Linked DNA regions of Mus musculus: all the other regions are linked to region 3. Evidence: chromatin contacts called from public Hi-C and promoter capture Hi-C data. All regions are on one chromosome and are shown on one strand. The core of a region is the stretch at or near the end of the contact, and the rest is flanking DNA. Distances in the headings are between cores, read along the strand shown. Region 1 has its middle 70 kb from the start of Gm36148. Region 2 overlaps Plekhm3 (pleckstrin homology domain containing, family M, member 3). Region 3 holds the start of Mettl21a (methyltransferase like 21A).

Evidence for each region. Promoter capture Hi-C pulls out the DNA fragments that hold promoters and counts their contacts. Hi-C and Micro-C count contacts between places; a contact is called where the count stands out from the background.
Region 1: a contact with region 3 is called in a promoter capture Hi-C map of hippocampal neurons, with 3 times the contacts expected there. The contact joins the enhancer-like site here to the promoter of Mettl21a in region 3. A contact is called at or near these places in 7 of 39 promoter capture datasets (the 3T3-L1 cell line, the C10 cell line, HPC-7-derived erythroid cells and 3 more), 13 of 484 Hi-C or Micro-C datasets (the Ba/F3 cell line, the C10 cell line, the C2C12 cell line and 10 more) and 3 of 115 datasets of contacts at active chromatin or transcription factors (bone marrow-derived macrophages, effector CD8 T cells and memory CD8 T cells).
Region 2: a contact with region 3 is called in a Hi-C map of myocytes, with 1.9 times the contacts expected there. The contact joins the enhancer-like site here to the promoter of Mettl21a in region 3. A contact is called at or near these places in 1 of 39 promoter capture datasets (the 3T3-L1 cell line), 2 of 484 Hi-C or Micro-C datasets (myocytes and uterus) and 1 of 9 other capture datasets (liver).

Annotation. Positions count from the first base shown.
Region 1 is chr1:64,444,773-64,448,350 of GRCm38.p6, reverse strand. No RefSeq gene overlaps it. Among named protein-coding and RNA genes, the nearest start is that of Gm36148, 70 kb to the left of the region's middle. Within about 2 kb of position 2,125, at least 161 of the 459 cell types and tissues checked have an H3K27ac peak or open chromatin away from gene starts, as enhancers often do. A contact at or near this core is called in the P5424 cell line, Th1 cells, bone marrow-derived macrophages and 4 more, where this site is marked.
Region 2 is chr1:64,824,646-64,828,067 of GRCm38.p6, reverse strand. The region is part of intron 6 of Plekhm3 (pleckstrin homology domain containing, family M, member 3); the gene reads left to right. Among named protein-coding and RNA genes, the nearest start is that of Gm51628, 60 kb to the left of the region's middle. Within about 2 kb of position 1,412, at least 32 of the 459 cell types and tissues checked have an H3K27ac peak or open chromatin away from gene starts, as enhancers often do. A contact at or near this core is called in myocytes, where this site is marked.
Region 3 is chr1:64,616,514-64,620,093 of GRCm38.p6, reverse strand. Mettl21a (methyltransferase like 21A) reads left to right here and starts at 2,330. Exons shown (of 3, transcript NM_025964.4): 1 at 2,330-3,580.

The sequences.
Region 1 (3,578 bases), core at 876-3,375, 170 kb after region 3:
TACTTTTGGAAAACGAGATTTTAAACAAAATCATGCTATTAGAAGGTTGACCACGAGAGGGCAGCATTGTCTACACAAATCTGAATCACAGGCCAATGCCAAGGTTGTATGGCTTAGCCACCATTTGGTTTCAAATACGTGGGAAAAAAAATATTAGCAGCAGCATTATTTATGCTTACATTTGCATTCTTTTCAATAAGGAACTTAGGTCTCTAGGTCTGGCTCACCATTAGGACAAGTCTAATTCTGTCTATATAACAACATCTATTTTCCTCCCCCACTGTGTTTTTTTCTCTTTTCCAAGCAAGCTTCTTTCATATTCTGCAGACAATGTCTGTAGCTTTATTATTTGTTTTAAGAATATGATAACGCTCTTTTATGATCCAGCCATATGTGTGTGTGTCTGTGTGTGAGTGCACGCACACTCATGGATGAGGGTGTAGGTGTTATGCACATAGAAGTCAATCTTGGGTGTTGTTTGACATTTCCCACCTTGGCATCTGTCTGTCTGTCTATACATGTATGTATGTGGTATATATGTATCTGTATATATGTCTATCTATCTTTCATCTACCTATGTATGTATGTATGTATGTATGTATGTAAGTTCTCTAGCACTAAGACTGTAAACAAGGTCCTTGTTTTTTCTTTTTCAATGTTCTTGATTTCTTTTTTACTTAGTCACTTTACATCCTGCTCACTGCCTTAGTCCCTCCTCGTACAATCCTTTCCCCCTTCTCCTCTGAGCAGTGAGTAAGGCCCCTGGGTATCCCCACCACCCTGGAACTTAAAGTCTCTGTGAGGCTAGGCACTTCCTCTCCCACTGAGGTGGCCCAGCCAGAAGAATATATCCCACACACAGGCAACAGCTTTTGGGATATGAACCACTCAACAAAGAACATACAGGGGCTGGACCTACACCTCCCTGTACATATGTAGCAGATGTGTAGCTTGGTCTTCATAAAGGTTCCTGCTTTTTATATGGGTTCTGGAGGTTGAATTCTGGCATTCTTGCTTGTCTCTCTGGTAAGCAATTTCCCAGTCTGAGCTGTCTCCCCAGGTGAAGCCCTTAGGCAGTCCAGTGCAGTGGACAGATGCAGGCCGGTGGCTGGCTGCCTTCTGAGGTAAGGCAGGTGTTACTACACTGCTCTTCTTTAGGGAACAGGAAGCAATACCAGCATTTACTTCATATGGTTCTTAGTGGGCCTGCTGTCTAGAAAGTGCACAATATAAATATTGCAGGGAGAGTGCTTTTCTTAAATTGAGAGGTAGACATTTAAAAATCTGGAGAACTTATATAAAAGCCTAACTTATATAAAAGTCACATGGCCAGTTTCTTTATTCACATTACTTGTCTGGTCCCTAGGGCCAGTTCTAGGCTCTTCTTCCCTTCCCCACTGGCTCCTCCCCATCTGAAGCCAAGGACAGTGAAGCCTGAGAGGTGGTGCGCAAGAACAGCTGTGGGTAGAAGTCAGCTGAACTCTTCCCCACCGCAAACTGTATAACAGGACTGACCGCTCTGGGTCCTAAGGACTCTGCAGATTCTCTTATCTGAGCAACGCAAAGCCCTTGGTACCACATTTTAATCTAATTTGTTTCTTTTGTCAGATTTCATCTTCAGGGAGAAGTCTTTGAGGGGCCGGGAGGGGCCATGTCCTATGGGACATTTGGTTTCATTCATTCCTAGGTGGCAGGTTGAAAGGGCAGGGCTGTTAAACTGTGAAGGACAGCTGCAGCCTGATGGGCAACAGGGGAAGGCCCTGGGGATCTCTCTCTCTCTCTCCCTCCCTCCCTCCCTCCCCCCTCCCTCCCTCCCTCCCTCCCTCCCTCCCTCCCTCCCTCCCTCCCTCCCTCCCTCCCTCCCTTTCCTCCTTTCTTAGCTCTGTCTGTCTTCCTATCCAGATACGTGAAGGCTTTTCTTATTTTCATTTTCAATCTAGAGAAGAAATCCGATTTCTGAGAAGGGTTCCAAATGTTATTTCCTCCTCACAGTAGGAGTCTCAGGAGAAAGCTTTGTGCCTAAGGGAGCCAGGAGAGCTTCGAAGCTTTCACCCACGTCTGGTGTTACCAAAGGAGGCTTGGATCGAGGGCTGCAGAGGCTGCGCTTGTTCCAAGTGCTCTCGTGGGGGCAGCAGCCGCTCAGAATGGCGCGGCCCTGTCACTGCCTATCTGCTCATTGAGAGGCAGAGCACATCAGAGGGCCTCTGCGAGGACACTTTGCAGACTATAAATCGGGGATGGAGGAGAGGCTTAATTAAATCAGTCCTGAGGTCACAGGAAGGGAAAGCCCCCTTCTCCCTCCCAGACTTGACCTGTTTCACGTAGCGTGGCAGCCAGAGAACCTCAAAATGTGTTAGCAGGAGTAATGTAAATGTGCTCAGAGGAGCCGGTTCCCAGCCCCATTGTAAGGAGAGAAATCCCATCTAGTCTGCAGACAAGGGAAGATTCTGACCTTCCAATTTAATCCTGTGAACTAAAACCAGAAGAAGACAGCCAGCGAGGCCAAATCGCTGTGTCGGATTGTGATGTTTTAGTACAGGCTTTCTTAAAACATCTTATTTCTAAAGATTCTTGTTATTTGAAGGGACTCTGGGCGGTGTGAGTGAATCCTCCGCCAGAACTGGGTGCAAAGGGTAAGCCATTGGCTGACACCTGTTTATGAGCGAGGCAGCCAGTTAGGACCTAGGGTCTCAAACAGGGTACCAGCCAAGAGGAGCCTGTCAGAAAGGAAAACATGGCTGCCAAGGACGAAGGGAACAGGCTATCGTGGCCTCTGGGCCTTCAGCCCGCTGTGCTGTGCAGGAAGGCTTGGCACACATCAATGGGTCTGCTCTAGTCTTCTCTCCGTGGCTCATGAGTTTGGGGAGTCACTGAGCACACCATGTCTGTCTGTCAACTGCCACTTCGGGTCACCCCTCTCTCTCTAGCCCTCCCCAAGTGTAAAGATAGGATGAGGTGACAGGAGGAAAGCCAGCAGAACATAAATATGGAGACGTCGTCCTTGGATGTGTGATCTTGGCTACATTTGGGACAAACAAACTAGAAGTACCTTTAACTTAGCCCAGCTGGTGTCCATGGTCCTTGAAACTGCAAGAGTGGCTGTATGGCCCACCCTAGGGCACATGGTCCCATGCGTGTCACCAGGTGACAGGAGTCTAGGCCTCTGAATCATCACCCAACCCACCATGTCCATAACTTATGGATCGCCTTCACTTTTCATTCATAATTTTCCTGTGATGCTCTATCCAGCAATTCACCCATACCAATACCATTAGTCTGTCACGTCTGTTAGCGAGATCCATTCTTAACTTAGCATGATACAGTGTGTGTGTGTGTGTGTGTGTGTGTGTGTGTGTGTGTGTGAGAGAGAGAGTAGTGAGTGTGTATGAGTATGTGTGATTGTGTCTGTATGAGAGTGTGTGAATATATGTGAGAGTGTGTGAGTATATGTGAGAGTGTGTGTGTGATTTTTTTCCCCCTTTCTGGAACTTGATGTATTTTCACTGTTCTCCAGTTTCCTTCAAATCAAAGAGGGCCAGAAAGACTAGGCAGTCGAACCATTCCCTCCTCCTTCTAGG
Region 2 (3,422 bases), core at 163-2,662, 210 kb before region 3:
TCCTGCACATCTAATATGGAGACTACTTAGCCTTCTAGGGCTTAGGTATTGGAGCTGCATAACTGTCCTTATTCTGCAAGAGCTTCGTTCATACTCATGGGTGTATGGATTGACAGTCTTGGACACATACAGAAAACTGTGTGAAATAGACCCTGTCCCATTATTAGTAATTTTTTATTCTGGGTTTATCTTGACTATGGGAGAAAATGGGATTAAAATCCCTTTGTCTTTTATTCTTTAAGACTCCAGCAGGAAACAAAATGAGGGGAATGATTATGAACACTCACAAATCTACCCAATGACATAAGCCACATCAAGTTATCACATAGTTTCCAAAGTCTTAATAGAAACTGTCACACTTAGGAGAGGATCAGATAAGAACTCTTTGGTGGTATCATAATCCTCCCTCAGTACAATGACTGATAAGCCAACTCAGCCCTGTTGTGCAGTCCCGCGGTGGAGTAAGGAAGGTGGCGCTGGTTAGAGAAAAGAGTTTTGTTCGTGGACACACCACCAGCTCCAAGCCAGAAGGAGGAGCTCAAAAGTGAAGTAGAAAAGAGAAGAGAGGTTTGTCCCAACTTCATGAAGTAGCAATCCCTATACACTTTGGTGGTGTGCATCTCTGCCCGTGAGGAGCTGTGAGTAGCATTTAGAATGAGAGTACAGAATGCTCCTATTGTGGGTCAGGTTTTTAAGCTTGAGCAGGATCTAGGTGGTGTTTTGTGTTTTGTTTTGAAACAGGGTCTCACTCTGTAGCTCACGCTGGCCTCCTGCATTCTTGCCTACCTCCTCAGCCTCCAGTGTTGGAACTATAGACATTGACACTAACTTAGCTGATGTAGGTCACTAGACCCCTCTCTGTGTGCCTATAAATGCCGAGAAATGGCACTACAAAGTACAATTGTCATAGGTTATGTAGCCAAGAAAATGCAAATTGAATTATATGAGAAGCTGTGTTACAGCACATGACAGGATAGGATCTTGATTTCATTGAGCCTGCCTATTCCTGGTGGATCTGCTCAACATGAACTGGATCTTCTAAGTAGGCTTTTATGGTGGAATCATTTTTATCCAGGGCAGACGACCTCTTTATCACAAAATTCCCAGCAGTTGTCCAGAATCTAGATGTTGTATAACGGCCAAGGAATGCTTGTTTTAATATGGGGGGTCATGTGATGAATCAGAAGGAAAACATTAGTAGATGCATAAAATACATTGAAAGCGCCTTTTTCCTGTGTGACTTCTTGTCATTCTCTTATCCTGGTCTATGTTACTAGTTTCATCCCCCATCCCTGTAGATCATGAACTTCATAATGGTGCCGTGAAGGTAAACAACATAAAAGAGTGGTGTGTGCCCCCTCTTCCAATCCCACAGATCGCTATTGGCTGCAGACCTTGAACATGACACTGCAATTTCCTGGTGCCACACATGAGTAATAAGCAGCTGTTTCTGAAACTGTGGTCTGCAGAAGGCAGTACTGGGTTATTTTTTAACTTAATTGTAATTTTTGATTGGTCTGCAAGAAAGTAAATCAAATAAAGGCTGTTGTCTTAGTCTGCAGAAAGCCTTAGGCCTCAAATTCCAATGCTGACCATTGTGACCAGAATAGAAGAGGGGAAATGTGTGTATCCCAAACTGGAAGTTCAGCCAGGCAGCTTTTATGGGCTGCGTTTGCACCCAGAGAGTTAAGCATACTTGGTATTCTTCTCAGATGACTGAATCATGTAAAGTGAGATTTGACAGTCTCTCCAGTTATGAGAATATTTGAGATGATTTAAGTGAATTTTTAAAAGGGAAGTCTAGTTGTCAGCTTGATATTACATTTTGTTCTTGTCCAACAGCACAATAAAATGATATAATTTTAAATCCCAGATGGAGTCATCTATTCTTTAAACACCCAGTCAGTGTGCACTCCCCAAGTAAACAGGTCGATTGGTACCTTTTTCAGTACAAGAAATTAAGTCTAATGGAAAACAGAAATAAACTTTGACTGTAGTTTGGATGTCTGCCTTTTCTCAAGGAAAATTTGGGTACGTGGAGAAAGTGGATGAGGTTGACTACAGAGGGCAAGGAGGCGGGTGGAAGAGCTACATATGTTTCCTGCTAATTGCTTTGTCCTGAGATTATTCACGTAGACATGCAGTTTGCAGGAAATAAATGGAAAGATAACTAAGCCTCATCCCACAGGTCCACTGTCCTTGTTACAGAGCCAGTTGGCCGTCTGGTTGTAAATGCACCTGATGCTGGAGATGAAGTGTCTTTCCGACTCTTGGTGGGTTGTTACAGTTAGATTTATCTGTGACTAACTTACTTGCAAATTAGAAAGGAGTAAGAGACAACTGCTGGCTATTACTAAAATGTGATTTAATCAAGTTTGAGATATGCCAAGTGTCTCTCCAAGTCTTTAGCCTTGGCCAGAGTGAGATGTTCACCCGTACTCTGTTCTCTGATGGACCTGAACAATATCAGCGGCAGAGGATGCATCTACTGCCCTTCTTCCTGATTGCATCCGAACAGAAGAACAATGTGTTACCTTTTGAAAGCTGACATGTGACTGTCATACCTTTCTTTCATACCCTTGCTATAGACCTAAAGTATTTGTTAGAAAAGTAATTTAAATTACTGAAGATTTTATTTAAATTGAGAGAAGGTAGCAGTCACTGACCAAGTACCATCAGACACAGTGCTTCCTGTGCCCAGCATACAAAGCCTGATCCTTTCTTCAGTCCTATATGTAAATATTAGCTAGTTTTAGTTGAGGAAACTAGAGCTCAGAGGGCTTAGTAACTTGCCAGTCTCCCAGCTGGAAGGTAGCTAGCTATCGTTTGAGCTCAGAACAGCCTCACAGTACGCCACTGCCTCCCAAAGCTAGAGACAATGAGGTGTGATCCTTAACAGGAGCTGTGTGCTCTCAGCTTCTCTGGAAACCCTTTAATGAATCCAACTGCTCTGCGTTGAAAAGATACATCTAAGCAAACCTGCGCCATCTATTTCCTCTTTTTAACTATCTTTGACCAATTTTATTAAGAAAATGCTTTTGTGCTCACATCAGTAACTGTAATACTAGGAGGCTGAAGCAGGAATATTGTGAGTTTAAGACCAGGCTAGTCTTAGAGAGATGGCTCAGCAATTAAGAGCACTGACTGCTTGCTCTTCCAGAGGTTCTGAGTTCAATTCCCAGCAACCACCTGGTGGCTTACAACCATCTGTAATGAGTATCCAATGCCCTCTTTTGGTGTGTCTGAAGAGAGCGACAGTGTACTCACATACATAAAATAAATAAACAAATCTTAGAGAGAGAGAGAGAGAGAGAGAGAGAGAGAGAGAGAGAGAGAGAGAGAGAGAGACCAAGCTAGCCTGTTACATGGCAAGATCAAAACAACAACCAAAACAGAACACTTTTTACAAGTCAGGTATGGCA
Region 3 (3,580 bases), core at 1,081-3,580:
CTCCTCTAGTTGAGGAGCTTCACAAGAGAGAGCATATATGACAATCAGTTTCTTTTCTGGAAGCTATCCAAAGAGATGAAGCAAACTCAAGAGAAAGCCCCTAGTAACATCCATAGAAAATAGCATCCCCAGCCTCTGCACTTCAGTGTGGCATTCCCTGAACTCCTTCACTGTCAGCTAACTACCTCTGGCCTATTTGTATGTAGCCTACCCTGAGTATGCAGGAAGGCAGCCAGCCATCACTCTGTGAAGGGGCACAGGGAGGCTACATGTCTGAAGGGAACCAAGCTTGTTCCCTGTTTTGTCATATCCCAGGAAAGGACCACAGGAAGGAGCCCAGGGCATCTTTCTATAAGGAAAAAGCACAATCGTTATATTTAGATATATTTCCGAATCACCCCAGACAATGCAAAAAGTAGACCCTTTTGCATATCCTCAGAAAAACTGAAAGGAAGGCCAGGGTTGTTGGCTCACACATCAACATCTCATTCAGCAAGCCGAGGCAGGAGGATTGTCATGAGTTTAAGACAAGGCCAAGCGGTAGAGCGAGAACCTGCCTGAAAGAAAACTGAACAACCAAAACCAAGGGAGGCTGCCAGTGAAGTGTCCTCTCTGTTCTTAGAGGTACAACGTGGTTAAGGAGTCGAGTCCTCTTAACTGACAATGACACCTGGGAGTCAAGAGGACGAGGAAGATCTTACAAGCCTTGAAGGTCTCCAAAAGAATTCCTACCTTGCCAAACAGTCACACTAAAACATGTACCTCATTAATTTTGTATGAATCTTTTGAGGGCACATACATGTTTACGGTATGTGTGCTTTGTGCATACAGGGGACTGAAGAGGACACTGGGTCCGTGGCACTTAGGTGGAGTCTTGGATTTTTGTAAGCCATCATGTGGGTGCTGGGTTCTGATCCTGCATCCTTTGCAAGAGCAAAAGGCGCTCTCAACCACTAAGTCATTTCTCCAGCCCCTCTACCTCACTCACATTGGAAGTCTCCCAAGTTGTTAGCACCCCCCGTTGTGGTACCACCTAAGCAATGCTGCAGCACGCTCTGTTCTCCACGATTACAAAGGTTTCTTTCTCACTCCTGTTTCAGTTGTGAAGCTCCAACCGGGGACCTGGTGCTAAAGAGAGCCTGGATGTTAAGACACAAGCCTTGGCTAGGCATGGTGACACACAACCTGTAATCTCAGCACTTGCCAGTCTGGGGCAGGTGCATCTGAGTTTGAAGCCAACCTGGTACATATATAGTGAGTTCCTGGGCAGACAAGGCTATGTAGAGAAGAGAGATCCTGTTTTAAACTAAACCAAACCAAAGCCCTGGGATAGTGAGAAAGGAGCAACTACCCAGCTGCGAGGGGCTCTTTCACCCACGTTCTGATGGTAAGAACAATTTGTATGGTCAAGTATGAACTAAGGATAGGAAAATCCCTGGGCATATTAAAGACAGCCATATAGCAGGCTGAGCACTTAAATATGTACTCTATCAAATGCTCATTACTCTCTCCCCCAAGGATTAAACAAGTCTTTCTTCTCAGATATTTAGAGGCTCACCAGTGGTTTCTGTTTGTGCTCTCTTTAATGTCTACACTGCTATAGATGTTGATTTTCCTAAGCGGATGTGTGCCCTTTCTAAGCAAGTCGGCAATAATTACAACTCTGGGAGCTAGGAGGGGCAAAAGGAACACGGTAAGTAAATGTAATGTTGCAAATGCTCTTGTTGGCAGTGTGCTGGAGAGCTTGGGGGAAGTTTTAAAGTCATATACATATGTATGCAATCCTCCCCTGTGTGTGTATACATTTTCAGTGGAAAGATGGAGAATAGGGAGACAGAATGGTTAGCTAGATCCCAGGAATCTGGGGAGGTCAACCCATTTACATTTTTGAATGTTTTTCTGACCCAAAGTCTACACTTTCCTGTGCCTAGTTTAGGTCCCCAAAAGAAAGAAATAAAACAGAAAACACACGGAAGAAAGGTATTTCTTCTTCTAGTAACTACATATCAACGTGGTGTGGTCTTTTCACTTGTGCGTATTCACTGATGAAATCGGATTAGCTCTCTCTAGCGCAAAAACGTGAGCTTTAATAAGAAAAGGAAAAGGGGAAGCTGAGAAGCCGAGATAGCACAAAGCCATGGAGCAAGTAAGGAGAAAACTTACTAAGAGAAAAAACGGAGGAAGAAAAGACCCAAACAGGAAACTCAGTAACTTGAGGAAAGGGCTCTTACTGGTCCCCAGTTTACTGCAGGCCACTTGTCCCCAGTCTCCCGCAGCTGGTGCTGGAATGTGGAGGTCAGGCGCGCCCCCTGCCGGCCGGGAGAGGCGAGGGCGGTCGCGGCTCGGCAGGGTCCGGCACGCGGAGACCCTTGGGTGGCCAGGTCCGGGGATGGAGTTTGCAGCCGAGGCTGCCGGCCAGGATTTAGAAAGGCGTCCATTTCGGCCAGCAGAGTGGCGGCGTGGAGCGACGCGAGCGCCCGAGCGCATGTGGTCGGGCTCAAAACCCGGCCTGGGCGTCGCACGCCCACTCCCCAGCCGCGCCGTGGTTAGGGATGCTCGGTAGTGTTCTCTCCCACTTCACTGCCACCAAACGCGGTGACTACGTTTAGTTCTCTACTTCGCTACGCATCCTTGGGCGCCAACGTCGCCGACTAACTGTCCACTTTAAGGTCGGCCTTTCTCCCATGCAAGGCACCCCACGCCCCTGTGCACTCGCCCTCCCTGGCGCCCCAAAACCGTAGGGCCTCACAGGAACTACACAGCACGGGCCAGGGGAAAGCGGCGGTACCGGGGAAGGGGACCGGAAACCCGCGTCTCTCTTCCCGGAACCAGCTTCCACCGCCTTCTGCCAATCCAGCCTTTTAAGGAGGAGCTCCGCACAGCGACTGGGCAAGGCTGTGCGCTTGCGCGGCTCGGGTACCCTCCCGGAACCGTGAGTATCTACGTGGAGGCACTGCAGGGTGGCCAGCGGGCTGTGTGGGCGCCAAGCCTCCACCCGAGGGTCCGAAAGGAGTCTCTGCAGAGCCCTGCTCCCACCATGCTGGGTTCCCGGGACTCTTTCGTGGGCGCGAGGGAAGCGCATCTGTGGCCCCCGGGTGTCGTGCGGGACGTGCTTTTTGTCCCGCGGGTTGTCCGCCAGTATTGTCCGCTCCAGCCCCCAGGGTGACTCCATCCACTCTGCCGTAGGGAGCCTTCTAGGGTCAAAAGGCAGGGCGAACCCTTAGGATTTAGCAGAAGTACGCATTTGGCTCCTTTGTCCTAGCTGAACATGAGGATGTAGGTTGGCGGACCAAACAAACAAAAATGTGGGAGCTGGGTCCAGACAGATCAGGTGCCCAGGGCCGTCACTGTCACTTCGTGTACCGTTCTTTATGTAATGCCCAAGTAGTAACAGGAGCCTGTAGGGTGCCACAGTAGTTAGAGATTTCTAGGCGTTTCCTCCTCAGAGTTATTAGTTGACACCAATTCAGAGCCAATTTTCACTTCCCTCAAGTCTCGGAGGAAAAGCTGTTGAAGAAATTGGATGCACCTCAGTCTATTTCTTAGTTTGAACTTGTAATAACGTCAACAGCTTTTCCAA